Regions from separate parts of the Mus musculus genome. Here regions 1, 2, 3, 4, 5 and 6 are each linked to region 7. The links are chromatin contacts, called in public HiChIP or PLAC-seq and promoter capture Hi-C maps. All regions are on one chromosome and are shown on one strand. Each heading gives the region's core, a stretch centred on a gene start, on an enhancer-like site or on the middle of the called end of the contact. The rest is flanking DNA. Distances are from core to core; before and after follow the strand shown.

What was found. Promoter capture Hi-C pulls out the DNA fragments that hold promoters and counts their contacts. HiChIP or PLAC-seq counts read pairs in DNA pulled down with a chosen protein or histone mark. Capture Hi-C pulls out chosen DNA fragments and counts their contacts.
Region 1: a contact with region 7 is called in a promoter capture Hi-C map of adipose tissue. The contact joins the promoter of 2310001K24Rik here to the promoter of Ift52 in region 7. A contact is called at or near these places in 8 of 39 promoter capture datasets (the C10 cell line, cranial neural crest, erythroid cells and 3 more), 1 of 484 Hi-C or Micro-C datasets (regulatory T cells) and 2 of 9 other capture datasets (adipose tissue and liver).
Region 2: a promoter capture Hi-C map of liver shows a contact between it and region 7, with 6 times the contacts expected there. The contact joins the promoter of Jph2 here to the promoter of Ift52 in region 7. A contact is called at or near these places in 22 of 39 promoter capture datasets (the 3T3-L1 cell line, 3T3-L1-derived adipocytes, the C10 cell line and 14 more), 6 of 484 Hi-C or Micro-C datasets (the C2C12 cell line, the HPC-7 cell line, embryonic stem cells and 3 more), 11 of 115 datasets of contacts at active chromatin or transcription factors (the 230-238 cell line, the SCID.adh cell line, craniofacial prominence and 8 more) and 2 of 9 other capture datasets (adipose tissue and liver).
Region 3: a promoter capture Hi-C map of pancreatic islet shows a contact between it and region 7, with 4 times the contacts expected there. The contact joins the promoter of Gdap1l1 here to the promoter of Ift52 in region 7. A contact is called at or near these places in 11 of 39 promoter capture datasets (the C10 cell line, the HPC-7 cell line, cranial neural crest and 8 more), 8 of 115 datasets of contacts at active chromatin or transcription factors (the SCID.adh cell line, astrocytes, bone marrow-derived macrophages and 5 more) and 3 of 9 other capture datasets (adipose tissue, liver and pancreatic islet).
Region 4: an H3K27ac HiChIP or PLAC-seq map of trophoblast stem cells shows a contact between it and region 7, with 3 times the contacts expected there. The contact joins the enhancer-like site here to the promoter of Ift52 in region 7. A contact is called at or near these places in 11 of 39 promoter capture datasets (the 3T3-L1 cell line, the C10 cell line, the HPC-7 cell line and 7 more), 17 of 484 Hi-C or Micro-C datasets (B cells, the C2C12 cell line, the G1E-ER4 cell line and 7 more), 22 of 115 datasets of contacts at active chromatin or transcription factors (the 230-238 cell line, DN3 thymocytes, the SCID.adh cell line and 17 more) and 3 of 9 other capture datasets (adipose tissue, liver and pancreatic islet).
Region 5: a promoter capture Hi-C map of liver shows a contact between it and region 7. The contact joins the enhancer-like site here to the promoter of Ift52 in region 7. A contact is called at or near these places in 6 of 39 promoter capture datasets (the C10 cell line, cranial neural crest, frontonasal cranial neural crest and 3 more), 1 of 484 Hi-C or Micro-C datasets (nephron progenitors) and 5 of 115 datasets of contacts at active chromatin or transcription factors (the SCID.adh cell line, embryonic basal ganglia, embryonic limb bud and 1 more).
Region 6: a contact with region 7 is called in a promoter capture Hi-C map of embryonic stem cells. The contact joins the enhancer-like site here to the promoter of Ift52 in region 7. A contact is called at or near these places in 2 of 39 promoter capture datasets (cranial neural crest and embryonic stem cells), 1 of 484 Hi-C or Micro-C datasets (the HPC-7 cell line) and 2 of 9 other capture datasets (adipose tissue and liver).

The regions. Positions count from the first base shown.
Region 1 is chr2:163,471,257-163,473,956 of GRCm38.p6, reverse strand. 2310001K24Rik (RIKEN cDNA 2310001K24 gene) reads right to left here and starts at 1,412. Exons shown (of 1, transcript NR_028122.1): 1 at 954-1,412. Fitm2 (fat storage-inducing transmembrane protein 2) reads left to right here and starts at 1,328. Exons shown (of 2, transcript NM_173397.4): 1 at 1,328-1,554. The coding sequence starts at 1,382.
Region 2 is chr2:163,396,714-163,399,413 of GRCm38.p6, reverse strand. Jph2 (junctophilin 2) reads left to right here and starts at 1,441. Exons shown (of 6, transcript NM_021566.2): 1 at 1,441-2,266. The coding sequence starts at 1,888.
Region 3 is chr2:163,437,121-163,439,820 of GRCm38.p6, reverse strand. It overlaps Gdap1l1 (ganglioside-induced differentiation-associated protein 1-like 1), which reads right to left and starts at 1,354. Exons shown (of 6, transcript NM_144891.2): 1 at 1,096-1,354. The coding sequence starts at 1,275.
Region 4 is chr2:163,337,972-163,340,671 of GRCm38.p6, reverse strand. Jph2 (junctophilin 2) reads left to right here. Exons shown (of 6, transcript NM_021566.2): 4 at 700-1,439; 5 at 1,973-2,067. The coding sequence ends at 2,053. Among named protein-coding and RNA genes, the nearest start is that of Gm35750, 17 kb to the left of the region's middle. Within about 2 kb of position 1,376, at least 16 of the 459 cell types and tissues checked have an H3K27ac peak or open chromatin away from gene starts, as enhancers often do. A contact at or near this core is called in differentiating embryonic stem cells and trophoblast stem cells, where this site is marked.
Region 5 is chr2:163,309,009-163,311,708 of GRCm38.p6, reverse strand. All of the region lies in intron 3 of Tox2 (TOX high mobility group box family member 2), which reads right to left. Among named protein-coding and RNA genes, the nearest start is that of Gm35750, 46 kb to the left of the region's middle. Within about 2 kb of position 1,323, at least 10 of the 459 cell types and tissues checked have an H3K27ac peak or open chromatin away from gene starts, as enhancers often do. A contact at or near this core is called in liver, where this site is marked.
Region 6 is chr2:163,279,731-163,282,430 of GRCm38.p6, reverse strand. The region is part of intron 3 of Tox2 (TOX high mobility group box family member 2); the gene reads right to left. Among named protein-coding and RNA genes, the nearest start is that of Gm35750, 75 kb to the left of the region's middle. Within about 2 kb of position 1,275, at least 7 of the 459 cell types and tissues checked have an H3K27ac peak or open chromatin away from gene starts, as enhancers often do.
Region 7 is chr2:163,015,927-163,018,626 of GRCm38.p6, reverse strand. It overlaps Ift52 (intraflagellar transport 52), which reads right to left and starts at 1,274. Exons shown (of 13, transcript NM_172150.5): 1 at 1,094-1,274.

The sequences.
Region 1 (2,700 bases), core at 163-2,662, 460 kb before region 7:
TTGTAGCACTTGCCAATTTCCTTAGTGCAAATACTTCTATTGTGGCTGATTTCAAGCTTCCTGTGTGATATCACAGAAGGGAGAAGAGAGCACAGAGGTGTTCCCGGGAGGCACAATGGATACAGGTAGGCTCAGGCATAGATAAACCAGATGTGATGGGACATGCTTGTAATCCCAGCACCCAAGAGGGAGGCTGAGACAGGAAGACAACACAGGTTCAAAACCAGCCCTCTCTATAAAGTGAGTTCCAGGCCAGCCAGGGTCACGTAAGAGATCCTGTTTCAAAATAGACAAACAAGAACATAAATAATAATAGAACATAGTAAAATAATTAGAAAGTGATGGGTTTGAGTTTTCACCTTGATTTTAAAGTGCTAATCTATAAACTACAGTCACTAAGGAATAACTCATGGTTGGGAAGCCCTGACTTTGACACCTAACATTACGGGCTAGGAGCTTAGCTAAGGGACAAAACTGAGTGACTGAGTCACCAGTACCTCATGTGAGCTCTGCAAACCTTGGGAGCCCAAGATGTTCAGTCAACAACACAGTTGATTCATCCTTTTTTTTTTCAGCTGATTCATTCTTACATTTATTTACTTATCTATTTATCTGTATTTATTTATTTATTTAGTGTGTGTGTGTGTGTGAGAGAGAGAGAAAGAGAGAGAGAGAGAGCAACTTATGGGAGTTGCCTTCCACAATGTGGAGAGAGCAACTTATGGGAGTTGCCTTCCACAATGTGGATCCCAAGGACTGAATCCAGGTTATTTGGTTTGGCAACAAGTGCCCTTACTTGTCTCAAAACCCGAAGTGGCACATGACTTTAATCTCAGTACTCTGGAGGTCAAGTTTAGGGGATCTCTGAGTTCGAGGCCACCCTGGTTATACAGAATGAGTTCCAAGTCAGCCAGGTCTACTTGGAGAAACCCAGTCTGAAAACAAAACAAGTAAATAAGATTTAAATTTATTAATGACTTTGCAAAGAAATTTCATCTGAAAAACCCTATAACTGACCCAATATACGGAACTCCCAAACTAGCTCTTAAGAAAGGTGGGTCTCTTGTTTGTTTTGCAGATAAAGAAAGCGAGAATCCCATCCCACAAACATGAGGGGAGCAGGTTGCCCAGGCAAAGAGCAGCCTGCAGTGATCTCAGCCAGTAGCTTGGGGGCGATGAGTGGAAGCGGCGCAGGTAAATGCAGACCTGCACTCTGCAGAGACCCATCAAGGCCACTAGAGGGAGACACGCCCTCTAGGGGGCGGAGCTTGCAGGAAGCGCGCATGCGCCCAGAGGGGATGTGGTGGTGCCAGCTCGGGCGAAGGGTAAGACGGTGGCCGAGAAGGCTCTGGAAGGCGGACGGTAGCCGAGAAGGACCGGCATGGAGCACCTGGAGCGCTGCGCGTGGTTTCTCCGCGGGACGCTGGTGAGGGCGACGGTGCGGCGCCACCTGCCCTGGGCGCTGGTGGCCGCCATGCTGGCGGGCTCGGTCGTCAAGGAGCTGTCCCCGCTGCCCGAGAGCTACCTCAGCAACAAGCGCAACGTCCTCAACGTGTGAGTGCATCGGGCTCCGGGCCCCCGCGCCCCAAGAAGCCAGTTGGATGCTGGGGCAGGCGAGTCATCGGGAGGGAGCCCTGTCTTGACAGGCGCGTCCGCGCGCGTGTCGCGACACTGGGACCCTGGGAAAGCAAGTGACATTCGCGCCTAGTATGTGAGCATTCCGATAGGAGGATCGAGTCGGTGACGGGTGGGTTATAAGTGACAGTGGGTACATTGGAGCGGCTATTCCCCCGCCCCCAGAGTTAGGCGCTTGCCCCTGTCCTGTTCAGGGAGATGTCACCTTCCTCTTGCCGGCTAGTCAGACACCCCTCTCTTAACCACTGTGGCAAAAATCCCACCGTTGACTTAAAGAACCACCTCTAGACCCACCCACCACCCCAAGAGCTTTTGCCATCCCTGCCCCATGTTAGTAGAAGCAAGCGTGAAACCTTTCACTCTGGTGACCTTTCTCCTGGATCTCCTTGGACTTTCTCAGTACTCTAAAGTGCATGGCAGTCACCCAGGAAAACAACCCCAGCCGATCTCGTTGGGACATCTCTCAAACTCCACTTATTTCTTTCCTAGTCCTTTAGAAACACTTACATCGTAAGTTTATTGCACAACACTCCGTTGGAGCTAGACAGGGAGTTTGGAAGATGAAATTGCTCCATCCATGTGAGCTTAATGCTTCAGACTAGTGAGTGTCTCCAGCTTGTGGACAATCTGCCTCTCTTGTTAATCTACTTCAAACCCGGTTTTCTCTTTTGGGCAACTGAGTCAGGTTTCTGACAGACCTTGGTTTTAACGAGGCTTTCCTTGTCAAGCCTGTGAAGGTTTTAGTAATGGGCCCTTTGGTGGCGTCTGAGAAACTACTGGAACCTAGGGAAGAAGAGCCCTGTCCTTGGCCCACCTTCATCCTTCCCCACTCGTAGTGGCTGGTCTAAGAATAGAGTGTAAGGGTGGTAGTTGTTCCAGATCTCTTTGGTGGGTGTTTTCTGCCCAGATCTCCAGGTCAGCCACCTTTCATGAGCTCAGAGGAGGCAGACATGGCAGATGTTGCTGTATCTGGCCTAATGAACCAGGAGCCCAGCAGCCTGGCACGCCAATTGTTTAGGGGTAGCCATGGATTCTAATGTTTTGTTCCAAGACATGATGCTGATT
Region 2 (2,700 bases), core at 192-2,691, 380 kb before region 7:
CCATTTCTAAAACAAGGAAATGAATGCAGTGACGTTCAGTGGCCAAAACCATCATGGGATTTGGGAATGCGTCAGACAGACGTGGTAGAAGTCAGATAACTGTCTCACGCTCCCTTGGACCTCAGCTTTTTTCTTTTAGTTTCTTCTTTTCTTTCTTTGTTTCCTGTTTCTTTCTTTGTTTCCTTGTTTCTTTCTTTGTCTCTTTCTTCCTTCCTTCCTTCCTTCCTTCCTTCCTTCCTTCCTTTCTTTCTTTCTTTCTTTCTTTCTTTCTTTCTTCGGTGATTTCTAACCTTCCTCCATTCCAGCCATGTTATGAACACACACACACACGCACACACACACACACACACACACACACACACACACACACTTCCATGAGCAGGAAGGAGACTTTCCTCCCCTCTGCACTCCTCACACAGGCTGTGGGCTGTGGTGGAGTGAGATTCATTTTAGAAATATTCAGGATCGTTATTTTTGCAATATTCCCCTTCCCAAGCTTGCTTCTGCCCCAGCTCCTTAAGAGCACATAAGGCCAGGCTTCAGCGGCTCCTGTGGCAGGAGCAAAAGGCTTTGGTGAATTTCTAGCACCCAGGTCTCCACCAACTTCTAGTAAGAAGAAATACATCTCCAAGACAATGAAGACACCGTGGTCTTGGCTGAGGACTGTCAGCCCTAGAAGTGCTTTACACTCCCCCAACCCCCTCTCATGGGTTCTGGGGTTCGAATGCATGACAAGTACTTTATCAACTGATCCATATCCCCTGCCTCCTGAACTAGTTCCCTTTATCAGGGTTCTCCCCCAGTTTTCTGAGCTAGGGCTGGGGTAGAAAATGTAAGCCCAGAATGCCTGCTTGTTTGCGTTTGCACCCTGGTTAGACCCTCTCTGATCATTCTGAGTTCCACTCTGCTTTCAAAGGCATATGTGCAACCGTCCTCCATTCCTTTCTCTGTAGGTCACTGGATTCTTCAATGGGATTGGCAGAGGGACCAAAGCCCCAGGTCCTGCCTCGGCATGCTCGAAGTGGTAGGGCCCCATGTCTGCCACCCCCTGAACTCTGGGGATACAAAGTGGCCCTGGATAAGATGGTCTGCTGGTCTCCGTCTCTTCTCCCTGCCTGCGGAACCTGGGGACTTCTAGATGGGAGGCAGCTCTGATCCACAAGAAGGCAAGCCACCAAGTAGCTAAGCTGTCCACACTTCGTTCTCAGATTTCCTGCTCAGCCCCCTCGGGCCACTGCCTGGGTCTGCAGGCCCAGCGGATTGGAAGCCCCCCTCCCTCCCTCCGGCTCTGAAGGAGGCTGGGCCAGCCAGGGGGTTATTTTGGGAGCAGCTTCTGAGATCCAATGGCCTTGTTAGGGCAACACTGACCTTTCTATCCTGGGAGGAAGGCAGGGCTGGAGAAGGGGCGGGGCAGCTGGGAGATCTGAGCCGCATGCCCACTGGGGTGGATGAGAAGGGGGCCAGCGGCTGCTTCAGGGTGGGTGGCGACAATTTAGCCTCGGCTGGGCTGCTAAACCGGGAACTGTCCCTCTTTGAAAAGACAGGACCCCTCAACTCCTTTCGTTGCTTTTCTTAAGGAGAGCACACCAGACTCCATGGAAGCTGGACCTGGGACGCTTTGTGGGAACTTGGAGTCTCTTCGGTCGGCTTCCTTTTCAAGTTGCTGCCTTGTTGGGGTGACTGAGGAGGCCTCCCAGCCATGGCACTGACCAGCGCCCCCACTGCTGACTTGGCCTTTGGGCTTTTGCTGCCTCTGTTGGCATCTTGCTTTTTTCCACCTCTAGCCCGGTGGTGAGTCTAGGGGCTCAACCTGAAGGTGCCTGGAGAACATCAGGTACCCCTACGCCCAAGCTGGAGGACGGAGGAGTTGTCAGGAGCGAGGATGAGATGAGCGGGGGCCGCTTTGACTTTGATGATGGCGGGGCGTATTGTGGGGGCTGGGAAGGGGGAAAGGCACACGGGCACGGACTGTGCACCGGCCCCAAGGGCCAGGGTGAATACTCGGGCTCCTGGAATTTTGGCTTTGAAGTGGCAGGCGTCTATACCTGGCCCAGTGGGAATACCTTTGAGGGATATTGGAGCCAGGGCAAACGACATGGGCTTGGCATAGAGACCAAGGGGCGCTGGCTCTACAAGGGGGAGTGGACGCATGGCTTTAAGGGGCGCTACGGAATCCGGCAGAGCACAAACAGTGGTGCCAAGTACGAGGGCACTTGGAATAACGGCCTACAGGACGGCTATGGCACGGAGACCTACGCAGACGGAGGTGAGTCTTGCTCATCCCGCAGAGCTTGAGGGGGGTCCTGAAGGGACGGTGGGGAACAGCAGTGTAGTTGGCAAAGAAATAGATGGTCTAAGGTGATAGTTCCTGTGTGGCTTTGGGTAAGCTACTCTGCCTCTCTGTATCCATTTTCTTATCAGAAAAGGTAGGGCACTAAGGCAGTTCTTGAGGACCAGCAGGACTGAAGAGTACAAGGCTGTCCTACAGATGGACACTTGATAGGATGTAATCACTTCTCTTTACTCTCGAGGTATGTAAGCAGCTAGATTTTAGCTTGTGTTTTAGCAGAACTGGGGGCTGGCCTCAACTTTGCTATGAAAAAATTTTCACGGGGTAGATCATAAGAGTGTTTATTCATTCGTTTCTCCATCCATCTATCCATCCAACCACCCAACTTTCATCCACCCATCCCTCCACCC
Region 3 (2,700 bases), core at 105-2,604, 420 kb before region 7:
GACCAAAGAGTGATAGGTAGCCCAACTTTCTCAGTATCACCTAGGTGGGCCTCTAGACTAACAGCCATCTGGGGCAGATTCTGGCAGGCTGTGTCTTAGCCAGGATCATGAAGTGATTTCAAGGCACAGTGGGGTGTGAGTAGAGCCAGCCTGGAGTACTGTTGTGTCACCCCTTAAACAGCCCCTCCAGAAACTCTACTGAGGGGTTCAAGTTCCTGGTGGCTATTATTACCTCTATCACTATCCCATTTTTCAGGTTATAAAACTTAACCTGGACCAAAACACAAATCCAAGTCTTTGTTTTCCCAAGCATTTATCTTCAGCAATACTTGCCGGCCCCCATGTGTAAAATGAAGGCATGGGACAGGGCGGTGGGGAGCTGGGGTAGTCAGGTAACAAACAGCTATGCCTTAGAACGAGTTCTGGGCTCTGGCCATGGTGCTGAACCCACTGGCTACAGACAGGACTGCTACCCAGGCAGGGTGGGAGACTGAGTCCCTTAGAACCACCAGGTATTGGGCGCAGAGCCTAATCTCACTCCTACAAAGCGGAAACCCCGGTGACAGTACTAAGGTGTACTTTCAACTGCCCCTACCCTAGAAAGGAGGGGAGTGTTCTAAGTGGTCTAAGGAGCCAAAGCCGGTCTGTGCCTTTAAGAGCAAAACAAATCTGATGGGCAAGCCAGCTGCTCTGAGGGGATGGGTTAACTCCTTCCTTCTCAGCTCTTGAGAAAGGGTGACGGCGGGAGGAAAGACTTCCTAAGTCCCTGACTGAAGAAGACCCCTGCTAGAACGAGGGCCTCAGAGCTGTGGCCCGAGAGTGTCTGGAACAGTGGATGGGATGAAAGCTGGCCTAAAGTGAGGCTTCCTCTGCTCAGCCCCATCAGGCCGCTTGCCGGCAGGGCAGGTCTGTCCCCGGCCTTTGTCTCTCTGTTCAGGTGTCCCCAGGAGGAAACGAGGCCTAAGGAGATGCTCCTGGCATTGGGGCAGGGCTCTGCGGCCCCTCAGGACAGTTCCCTCCGGGGACCCCCGGTGCTACCTGCCTCTCTCTCCGGTCCCCTCCCAGTCGCCTGTCCGCACCCCGCGCCCGCTCTACCTTCTGCGAGCTGAAGGACTGGGTCCAGTGGTACAGAACCAGGCTCTCCTTGGGCCAATGGGCGGGGCTGGATGCCTCGGGCGCGTCGGGGGTCTCCACCGGCTTGGCTGCATCGCTCTCCAGTGCCGAGATGGGCCACCAGCTGCAGTTGGTGGGGGTCAGGTTGTTGGGGGTCGCCATGACAGCCCGCGATCCGAGGAAGGAGGAAGGAGGCGGCTCGGCAGCGGCTCGCTGGCGCCCAGCATCACATGGCCTCTTCGAGCCTGCCCCTCTTCCTCCTCCCCCTCCCCGCGATGTCATTACTCACTGGGTGCAGGAGGAGGGGCAAGGGGATCCCGGGGCTCTTTCCTCCTCCTCCCAGCTGGAGGTCCTCCCTGAGGGCCCTAGGGAGGGAAGGTTGCAGAAACCCGGGCCAAGCCCCCCAGAGCGCTCACAGTTGGTCAGTCACCTGCCAAAGACTTCACCATAATTACGCATTTGTGCCTCTCAATCTTGCGGAAACACTTCTTAGTTTAGATAAATGGCAGTATAGAGGTCTGTTAACCCTTTTTCACAAGTAGTGTCTGGAGATAGCTTTATTTGAAACTCCATTTTCTGATGTTCCCCTTCCTAAAGGGTTTCCAACAGCAGAAGGGGATGAATTGTAATTTGTTAACCACATCGGCACTTTCTCTCTGCCCAGGCACAGGCACTAAGGGCTTTCCAGCGGTCTACCCCTTTGGCCTGATTTACAGAGGAAGAAAGGGAGGCTCAGAGGAGAAGTGACCTTGCTCAAGGTCATAGAGCTGCTAACTGGTGGAGCTGAGATTCAAACTCAAGGCTGGCTTCATACAGGACGGGACTGGCTCGTGATTCAGCAGTCCTGCAAGCAGCAACTCAAGCTCTTTAAAGGAATCATGTGTCTTAGCTATGTAGACATGACTTTCCCAGGTGAGGAGGGGTACCATTGGTGGGATCCTAGGTGACACCATTACCCTAGGATATGTAGCCAGGTAGGAGTCTGTAGACAGCCCTTGTGCCTCTCCTGTAGGAGATTTTAAATGTTCTTTGGAACTTAGGTAAGGTTACCTAAGCATACCCATGCTTCCCCTGGAAAATATTTTATTAGATATTTATTTATTTGTATGTGTATGGGTGTTTTTGTCTGCATGAATATGTCTGGGTGCCAGATGCATGTCTAGTGCCCTCGGAGGCCAGAAGAGGTGTCAGATCCCCTGGAATTGGAGTTACAGTTGTTAGACACCATGTGGATTTGAACACCAGTCCTCTGGAAGAACAGCCAGTGTTCTTAATAGCTGAGCCACCTCTTCAGTCCCAGAATATGAATGTTATTAATGTCATAATTTACCTTTGAGAAGTGGACCCCGAGATAGTAGTTGAAAAATACAGTTGCTGGCCCCTAAAGAGTGGGAGAAGTTATAAGAAATATATCCTTGGGCAATGTCTGCAAACGTCACAGAATGTACTTATGTAGGCCAATTTTACTAAGAACCCCTGTCTCGTGAGCCCGTTTGTCGAACCCTGCTCTTATGAGTTAGTGTAACTGGGAGAGCAGGCCTCACTGTTTGCTGTTTCGGAGTCCTGGACACTTCACCTCACAGACAG
Region 4 (2,700 bases), core at 127-2,626, 320 kb before region 7:
AGGCACGGGAATGGAATAGCGTGGCATTCAGGAAGCTAGATGGTACAACAGGCAGCAGGGGGTGAATTGAGTAAAGAGACTAGGGGCTGCGACACAGACTGTGCTTGGCAGAGCTGAGCTGGCTACTGAGCGTAGAGATTGGCGTCCGAGGGATTTTAAGTGAGCGACATGCTAAGTGCTTTGGAAACACCATTCTGGCTGCAGCTCATTATCCAAGTGGCCCATCTGTGATGCAGCAGGTGAGTCTTCTGGTCACAGTGTGCCCCCTGCTGGTCGAAGGACGCAGGACTCTAGCCTGCGTTGGGTGACTATTGCAGTAGTGGCTTTTGCAAAAATAAACAAAAACCCCAAAACACAAAACAAAACAAAAACTCCACCTTCCAACAGTGTGATTAAGCCCATTTTTTTTTCTTACATAAGGATGGAAAGAGACCAGCTAAGCACATTATCTTGGCCCTTTGCTGTGTGGTGTTGGACAAATTATTTTACCTCCCTGGGTCTCCTTTTCCTCTGTGCAACAGAATTCACAATCTCACCTACCTCACAGAGTTATTAAAACTGTCTGCTCCACCAGTCTGATCCTCCGTGCAGTGAGTGACAGCCGAATAAATGAACGTAGCTCATAGAGGCTACCCTGCTGGCCCAGGACGGCCCGGCAGGCTGTGGGTTCGAAGCCTACCTCTCTGTTGTCCCCGGCAGGTCCGGAGTATCAGAAGCGTCGGCTGCTCCAGGAGATCCTGGAGAACTCTGAGAGCTTGCTGGAGCCCCCAGAGCGGGGTCTGGGCACCGGCCTCCCGGAGCGGCCCCGGGAAAGCCCGCAGCTGCATGAGCGCGAGACCCCGCAGCCCGAGGGCGGACCCCCGTCTCCGGCCGGGACGCCCCCGCAACCCAAGAGGCCCCGGCCCGGAGCGTCAAAGGACGGCCTGCTGAGTCCAGGCTCCTGGAACGGGGAGCCCGGCGGAGAGGGCAGCCGGCCCGCCACGCCGTCGGATGGCGCCGGTCGTCGCAGCCCCGCGCGCCCCGCCTCGGAGCACATGGCCATCGAGGCGCTGCAGCCGCCGCCCGCGCCCTCGCAGGAGCCCGAGGTAGCAATGTACCGCGGCTACCATAGCTACGCCGTGCGCACCGGGCCACCCGAGCCTCCGCCCTTGGAGGATGAGCAGGAGCCCGAGCCGGAGCCCGAGCCCGAGGTCCGGCGATCCGACTCGGCGCCCCCGTCCCCCGTCTCCGCCACCGTCCCGGAGGAGGAGCCCCCTGCGCCGCGAAGCCCGGTGCCTGCCAAGCAAGCCACTCTGGAGCCCAAGCCCATCGTCCCCAAAGCAGAGCCCAAGGCCAAGGCGCGCAAGACAGAGGCCCGAGGACTGAGCAAGGCCGGTGCCAAGAAGAAGGGCCGTAAGGAAGTGGCGCAGGCGAAGGAGGCCGAGGTGGAGGTGGAGGAGGTGAGGCTGCGGGCAGAGGCGAGTCTTTGAGGTCCTGGCAGCTCCGGGCGGGGATTGTGTGCGCACGTGAAGTTGGGGGTAACTTGTGGGACTGGAGGCAGAACAGGACAAGGGCAAACTGCGAGCCTGAGCTGTAGACTGCGCCTGCGAAATCTGTGGCATAGGCTAGCTCACCAGCCACCTCAGGAGGTTCAGGAGGTTTGGGGGCTGGGGTGGGATAGAGTGGAGGAAGATTCCAACAGAGCTTGAGCCCCCAGCCTCTAATGGGGTCCAGGAACCAAACTCAGCAGCAAAGAGCAAAAGCTAGCTTTTAAAGTGAATGATGCAGTTCCAGATGGAAGATTGGGTTAATTAGTTTCAAGAATTCTTTCTGCTCTCCTGGGTGCAGGGTCCAACTGTGGACAAACCAGGGATGTTTTTAGGAAGAAACTTCCATAAGCCCTGGCTTCTTTGCCCAGCTTTGTAATCTTGTTGGGGGTCTGGGGTTGTCTAGAGGTCGTGGGGACTCAGGCGGACTTTCTCCATGCCTTCAGGTACCCAACACCGTCCTCATCTGTATGGTGATCTTGCTGAACATCGGCCTGGCTATCCTATTTGTTCACCTCCTGACTTGACCCTCATCTACCAGGTATGGCCAGAGGATGCAGCCTGGAAACCAGGGTGGTGGGGCTTGGTACTTGGTACTGGGCTGCTAGGTAAAGCCCACCCCCTAGTGTACAGGTGTGATACTCCTTGCATCCCAAATACTCAACCCCATCTCTCCCAGTTGAACCGCCACCACCTTCAGTTTCCTGTCCCTCCACATGCCCTTAGTTGGCTCTGTTTCCTTTCTAGGGTAGAATTTGGGCTCAGGCTAAAGGACAGTAGCCCTCGCTGGTGTGAGGATGTTCCTGCTGCTGGGACAAACCTTACAACTTGAGTCTGGAGCTTGGCCACACTGCATCTTGCCTCCTGAGGAGGTTCCTCAAGAGACCTCCTGCTTTGATCCTGGCTTAGTGTGGCATAGCAGTTTCTAGGCAGGCCCAGGAGTGGGGAAGTCCTTGTTCTGTCTCTGGCAGCGTTAGCCTCACAGGGTCTGATGCTGAGTTCTGGGGGTTCTTCAAGTTACTGGGCACCTGAGGGGCTTTTCTTCAGGCACTTAGGACTTTGAGGGTCCAAAGAATCCAAGTGCCCAAGAAGACAGCAGGGAAGGGACAGGATGGGAGGGCCAGCAGGGAACAGGAGGGAGGCAGAGCAGGGGCTTGAGCCCTGCCCTTCTTGT
Region 5 (2,700 bases), core at 74-2,573, 290 kb before region 7:
TTTTGCTTCTCTTTGCTTCATCTTGAATTTTGAGTCACAGAAACGGTGACTGTCTGTACCGTGTGCCGTTTGTACTTCTGAGACTCTGTTAAAGCTTTCTTTGGAACCCAGATATCATCAGATCTTTACCTGTAGCAAAGTCCTCCCAAATGTACTTTCTGGGTTGTGGCTGCATCTGGTTGATGCAGCAGGTACCGGTTACTGACTAACATTGGTCGTATTCTTCAGATAACCTTCTCCATTTTGGCTCTCTAACCTCAGATGAGCTTCACTCGTCAGGGCTTTAAAACTTGTGACCCTTTTACCATCCAAGAAACGTTTACGTGGCTCGGGGTATACAGCAGAATAAAATAAGCACGCAAATCAAACACTTACTGCTGAGAAACCTTTGGGGAAGTTATTGGAAAACAAGTCTTTGGTACACAGTAAGACGCAGGCAAATGCGCATGCTAATGAAGTGGGTATGCTTAATTACGTTTGCATGAAGAATTAAATCTTGGCTAAAGTCTGGAATGCGGGATGGAGAACATCTTTAACATTTCTCAGAGTTGATCGATATTTTGAGTTCCATAATCATTGATGCTGAAACTCTGCTTGGCATCAGTACAGAGCTCAGACTGGCAGAAGTCTGCTTAGCGCCATCTCAGATGGGGTTGGAAATCCTGTCCTAACCCCAAGCCAAAATTCACTAAACAACCTCTTATGAAACACTTTAGCAACTCAAATATCAATTAAAAAAAAAATCAAACATTCTAAAAAATAACCCCAAAAAACAACAAAAAAACGGGAATACAAAGATATACTAAACGCCCAGGAAGATGGTGGGAAAATGTTAAATCTGTTTTCCACAATAAAGCCATGATTAAAACACCATCTTTGTATGTATGTACGTATGTGTTTGTAGGTGTATATGTTTACCTATGGAGGTCAGAGGTCAACCTTTGAAGGGGAGGGCCTTTTATCTGCCGAGCCAGCTCTCCAGACCCCCTATGTTTGCTGTTACTATTTTGAGATTTGTAGAACTTTATGTGTACGGATATACTACCTTCATGTATGTCTGTACACCATGCGTGTTCAGTGCCTGTGGGCATCAGAAGAAGCAGTCCTTCATTAAAAATTCAGTTCAGCAGCTTCCCCGATCCTTCCTGCACCCTGACCTCCTGTCCCGTAACAGTCACTTCATGCGTCACGGGATATTTTTGATACAGCGTTTTCAAATTAAGCAATTTATCTCGTGTTTGCCTTCTTTGGTACCATCTAGATCTAGGTCAAGGGTTCAGGCGGGAGCCACTTCACCAGGAGGGAGCATCTGAGGGTGTCTACACAGACAGTTTCCATCTCACCACTGGGGGCATGCTCCTGTCTCCTGGAGGTACTGGCAGAGGAAGCTGTTCAACTCTACAGTACGTGGGCTGGCTGCCCTCCATCCTTGCCCCCAAAGCAAAGCCTTGTGTGTGTTCAGGTTGAGCAGCTCTGATCTCCACGGGGATGCTTTCCTTGAGGAAAAGCTCAGCTATGCCCTGGCCATGTTCCTCAAAGATGAAGACTGGAGTTTGTCTTTTACTCTCAGGGAAGAGTGTTTTAATGGACTGTGTCCTATTGTTATTGCTGTCGGGGAACATGAATCCTCCAGTTTCATTTTTGGGACATGTCAAGGCTTCACTTAGGACAGAAAACACATCTTGCAAAAAACAATTTTTTTTTTCATGTAAAACTAAAATAATGTGGGCTTGGGGGGTGAGAGAGTAGCTCAGGGTAGAGAGCTTGCCCTGCATGCATGATGCTCTGGGTTTGATTCCTAGCACTGGAAAAAAAAAACTAATTGAAATAATATTCACTGTGCTACATATAAAAAAAAAAAACCTCCGTGTCTATTGAATGTCCTGTTTTGACATCAGCTGTGAGACAGAGAAAACTGAGCTAAAGCCCTCCATCCGCCCCGTGTTTCTATCAGTTCTCCATCAGTTCTTCGGGGCATTTGGCGTGAACGGGTTTGCTTCAGGTACGCCATGTGAAGTCGCTCAGTGCTTAGACATCCCAGAATGCCCTGTCTTCATGACAGCTGCATCTTATTCAAGAAAGCATCTTGGCTCCGGTGACTGTCTCTGCCTTCCATCCTTTTCTATCAGCCGTTGTCATGGTTTCCATACGGTTTTGTTCTCATCCCACACGGTTTCAGATGCGCATCATGCAAACAGCGTATGGGCGAATGCTGGTCCCCAACGCTCTTCTCAATACATTGGGATCTGCGTTAGCACATCAGTCACAAACCCGACATACAGGCTCAGCAAGCCAGCTTCCTTAACTGTGTGGCAAGTTTTAAGTCCCTAAGCAGCTCCCGCTGTCTACCTACAATATATACACGCCATTTCTTCTTTGTGGATTTCTGTTTGTTTGTTCTTCTTTTAGGCAGGGTCTTACCATACAGTCCAGGTGACTTTAAACTCTCTGTCATCACTCCTCAGCCTCTTGAATTATAGGTGTGCACTACCATTCCTAGCTTTTAAGTTTTAAACGAGAAATTGGCATGATTTCCTCTAGTGCAAACTGGCTGTAGCTTGTTAAGGCATCTTATAGCTTTCTTCTCAGCTACTTGTGGCGGAATTCTTCAACCCCGTATTCCTGATTTTGTGAATCATTATCTTGCTGATATTAAAGGTACCTAAATTTATCACCATCATCATCATCATTCTCCTCCTC
Region 6 (2,700 bases), core at 26-2,525, 260 kb before region 7:
CAGATATTCATGCAGGCAAAACATCAATGTGCATAAAATAAAAAACAAATAAATAATTTTTTAAAAGTAAGAAAAACAATTGGCCTTACTGCCATGTCATTAAGAAATGTTAGGGACAAAAGTTTGAGTTGGGAGATCTTTGGTCTTTGTGCCTCAGACTCTGAGGGAGATAGCCAGTGTGTCAACCCATCAAAGAGGGTAGACTGAGCCTGGGGGCAGGGCCAGAGGAGCCCTGAGCAGGAAGAAGCCCTGGCAGGGAGGGGCATGCAGCAGCAGGGGCAGAGGAGTGTTAGAAGGTCTATAAGGACCTGCAGTTGGGATTTACCATCCCCAGGCAAGCCCAACCCAAGGCTGTGTGTAGGTTCTCTCATGAGAAAATATAAAGCAAGCGTGCAAATAGATTTCAGTGCTGCATCTAACGACTACTGCATGATACTGGCCTGCAAAGGCCCTTCACCTGAGTTGGGAGTCCCCGGGTCTGGCCAGTAGCCCTAGTGTCCTGAGAGAACTGCCGAGCTCTGCAAACATGTTGGAACAGAGACTAGAGCACAAAGGGTCTAAAACTCAGCACCCGGGACTTGATTTTAGTTTGAATAGGCTCCCAACGACTTGGCATATATAGTAGGAACACTGGGAATTCTATCACCTCCTACCCATGTGCTTGTCTAGTACAGTGAAACTGGTAATGCAGTCATGCCATTTCATCAAAGCTGAGATCCTAAGCCCAGCCCAGAGATGGGAAAACTGAGGCTGGGGGAGGATGGGCTTGCCTAAGTTCCAAGAAATCTCTCAAAGCAGGGGCTGGAAAAATGGCTTCGTGAGCAAAACGTGCGTGCTTCACGTAAGCATGAAGACCTGAATTTGTAGCCCCAACACCCACATAAAAAGCTTGGACTCTCTGTGCCTTTAGTTCCTGAAGGCAGAGATGGGAGGTTCCCCAGTACTCTGACCAACCCTGCTAGCCTTAATCAGTGAGCTCAGAGGCTGAGAGCGCTGGCTGCTCTTTCCAAAGGACCTCCGTTTGATTCTCAGCAGCGTTTGTCGCACAACCGTCTCTACCTCTAGTCCTGGGGGATCTGACGTCCTCTTTTGGCCTCCAAGGGCACCACACCTACGTGGTGCACAGACATACACGCCAACAAACATTCATATCCATAGAAACAAACACATATGGAACTTAAAAAACAAAGTGGACAGTGATTAAGGCGGGCACCAAACATCAACCTCCAGTCTCCACACCAAGGACAGGAACACAGAGGCCTCAAAGAGAATGTTTGAGGGACCGGCGTCCTGCCCCTGAACCCTGTACTGTGGACTGAGATGGGACTACACCATTCCAGTGCCGCAAGGTCGCAGCCTGGGAAAGCCCCAGATTCCTCACTGCCAGACTCCATTGTGATTCTGCTCCCCCCGCCCGCCCCCCCCCCGGGTTCCCCCCCCCGGGTCCCCCCCCCCCCGCCTCTGCTTCCCCCCCCCCCCCCGCCCCCGCAGCTCTGGTTCCCCCCACCCCCACCCCAAGCTGGATTTTCCCTCGTGGTAGAACATCAAGTCCCGCCCCTTCCTGGCAGACCCCTTCCCCTCAGCATACAGCAACCCTGAACAATTCCAGAAGAAGTGATCTCAGACTCCGCGAGAAGCTTAATAAATTCCACCCTCCGACTTTCTTTGGGCATTTTAGAGACTGATTTATAAATACAATATCTCGCTCAAAATGAAACAATCAACATAGGATAAAATTATTGAGTTATGAAAATAGAGGTCAGATGGAGGTGCGGCGCTTTAAATTAAACCGGCAAAATATAGCTTTCATACTAAATTGACTCTTTTTGTCTTGGAAATGAATGTTTAATCAGTTAAGACATGGAAGTTGTGGGAGAAAGCCCTGAGCATATTTAATTTTGTAAAGGGGTCTGGTTCCAGTATTGTACATAATACCGACAGCTTCAGGAGAAGGGATGGATGGATGGATCCATGTGCCCGTGGGACCTAGCAATCAAACGGGACCAGAGGGGATTGATGGCCTCTGGGGTCAGAGCTATGGGTGGGGTCAGAGCTATGGGGTCTTGGCATTTATGAAAATGGTCACCAAAGATCAAAGTCTCACCTACTTCTCCAGAGATGGCCTCTTGGGGGCATCTGGGTGGGGACAACACCCAAGGCACCTGGCATCTGGGTGTCCTCTGTACTACCTGCAGCCTGGTAGAACTGGGAGGTAGATGCAGGGACTGAGAACAAGGTAGCATTTTCATTCACAAAGTACAGGTCTGTCTTGTGCCCAGTTCCTCAGAGGAGGCATAAGGCAGCTCCAAGAGTCATCTGCTCTGCTGCGCTCTGCTCGGCTGAGCCTCCACCAACACTCAAAGCCCCTGTCAGGGCTGTTAGTGATACCCTTGGGCAGATGAGGCCAGTAAGGCATTCGAGTCTTGCTTGGTACTCCATAGAGATTGTGTTTCCTTTATCACACTCATATGAAGCTATTGCCACCCTCATTTGAGTCAGGGGTCTCTTCCAGGTACACAGACCCCCCACCGCTAACTGAACATGCACAGCATTCTTTAGAAGCAGGAGGCTGCATCTGTCAGCTTCGAAGCAACATAACAACACCCTGAGTCTGCTCACAGAGTTAGCCCAAGATGTCCCTGAGTCTGCTCACTGAGTTAGCCAGGGACGCCCCTGAGTCTGCTCAGAGTTAGCTAGGGA
Region 7 (2,700 bases), core at 25-2,524:
TAAAGATTTATTTATTTATTATATGTAAATACACTGTAGCTGTCTTCAGACACACCAGAAGAGGGAGTCAGATCTTGTTACGGATGGTTGTGAGCCACCATGTGGTTGCTGGGATTTGAACTCTGGACCTTCGGAAGAGCAGTCAGGTGCTCTTACCCACTGAGCCATCTCACCAGCCGGTTTTCTTTCTTTCTTTGTTTATTTATTTATGGTTTTTCGAGACAGTGTTCCTCCTGTGTAGCACTGTCACTCTCTCTGTAGACCAAGCTGGGGTTAAAGGTGTGTGCCATCACAGCCGGCTAACAGAGCTGTACTTGAACATGCTTGTTTTCATTTTGTGTACCTACAATGCTGTACTCTGCCTTCTCCAGTTTCCTGATTAGAACGTCACAACGATCATGTTAGTGATATTGACCTATTACTACACGGTGCCACAAAGAACCCAAACATCACAGTACTGAGATTTATATTTTTCTGCTTTTGAGACGTATTTGGGGTGGGAGCAGATTTCTGGGAAAAGTGAATACCCTTCTCTGAGTACTGAATTGCTCTTAACGGAAGAATACACTTCGAGGTAACAGTTTACTGTAGTTTAACCCCACCACCTCCTTCTGAAGGAGCAGTAGATCTGGGGTCCTGTCCTATTAGAATTAGAAATGAGTTTCCCTAAGAATAGGATAAGGTTTAAAAATCGGTAATAATAAGAATATTGAAACAATATTTGGGTAGCACTGCCCAACCATTCTCTTATTTTTTCTTCAATAATCTAACATGGTATACTAAATTTTGCCAAAGTGACGAAAAACACCAAGCGTGGTTGCAACGATAGCTGAGTCTGATTTGATGGCTCCCCATCCTAGGTTTTTTCATATTCTACAGGACTACGACAAATCCGCGCAGTCCGAGGAGCTAGAAATTCTACATCATCGCCAGGACCAGTTCCCAGCCCACTTCCGCGTCCTCAGTTTACCTCTGCCGACCTCGGGATTCCCACAAGGCTGGCCTAGGGGTCTCCAGAGCGGCATGGCGAGGCCGTCATCGTCTCCAGCCAGACCAACGACCTGGCGGCCCGCACAACCCGACCTCTCCTTACCTGAGGCCAGAGGCCGCCAGGTATCCAAGGCCGCGCGCCGAGAAGGCGTGGCTCCGGGCCCCGAGTGACTTCCGTCGTGGCGTGATGACGACAGCGCGACAGACGTGCTGTGTCTGGTGGCTGCGGACGCTGGGGGCTGTTGGGTAGGGGTTCGGGGCTAGCGCTGGGCTGGCCCGTTTCCCGGTAAAGACTGTATCCAAACTGAAGGAGTCACTTTTTAATAGGGAACCTATATTGTTCATTTGCTAGCAACTGCTATTAAAGACCAATAAGATGGTAGGTCCCCAGGCCGGGAATTCCGGCCTGCCTATGGGCGGGGACTGCTGCGGCAAGCCACGCCCCGGCCTGGCCTGGACGCAGGTTCCGGGCAGGCTCTTGCCGGGTAGCGATCAGGAGACCTAAAATGCCAGGTCTTACCAAAATTTAGAAGTAGAAGCTGGGGTAGGGAGTGGTGACGCGCCGGAGATGTAGTACTATTGTGGAGCTGGGGAAGCGTTTCGGGAAGAGGTACTGGCTTGGGCCAACGGTTGCCATGGAAACGGGAAACACGCTTGCTTCCGCAGAGGCTTCACTGAGAGAGGGCTGTCTGTGGCTTTGTAGTCAAAGCCTCTGCAGCCTCAAAACTTGGAGCAGGCACATGTAGGAAGCTCAGCAGTTTTTATTTTCATCTATGTCTTAATACAGAGCAGTATGCGTTAAGGATATTAAAATACACAAGTTTTAAGGCACTTTTCACGACTGTGGTTATGACGATTTTAGAAAGTGGGAAAGAGTGTGAAAGAGAACGATCTCTTCTCTCCCACTGAAGATCAAATCCAGAGCCTTCCACATCGTGAGCTGTACCATTGAGTTAAGTCTCAGCCAGGAAACTTTTCTAGTGGAGTGCTGCAGAATTGAATAGAGTGTGCAATTAAGGATGCAAATGATCAAGTGTGCAATTAAGGATGCAAATGATCAGGATCTGGACTTGGGCAAGTCACGGGATCATTCGGTACTGTAAGTGTACTAGAAGTGCCAGGACACCAGACCGGGAGCAGCTCCTGGAGCAGTTCTCTCACTGTACCAAGTTGCAGAAGGAGCTTGAGGGTTTTAGAGTCAGCTGCTCCGAAGTCCGGTGTCTGAGAAATGACTTGTATCTGGTGAACTTGAACATGCTGCTTAATTGGAGCATTTTCTACGTGTAAATTGAGGATAGATTCTAAAGGTTTATTATGAGGATTATGGATTGAATTGAGATGGCTCAGCAGGTAAAAAGGCTGAGCCTGACATCCTGAGTTAAATCCCCGAGTCCCACATAATCGAAGTAGAGAACCGATTTCTGTAAATTGTCCTCTTGACCTCTACAAGTATTCTGTGGCATGTTTATGCGCGCGCGCACACACACACATACAAATATGAATCTCAATCTCTCTCTCTCTCTCTCTCTCTCTCTCTCTCTCTCTCTCTCTCTCTTGCTCTGTTTGTTTTTTTTCAAGACAGGGTTTCTCTGTGTAGCCCTGGCTGTCCTGGAACTCACTTTGTAGACCACGCTGGCCTCAGACTCAGAAATCTGCCTACCTCTGCCTCCCAAGTGCTGGGAGGTGTGCGCCACCATCGCCTGGCCAAAT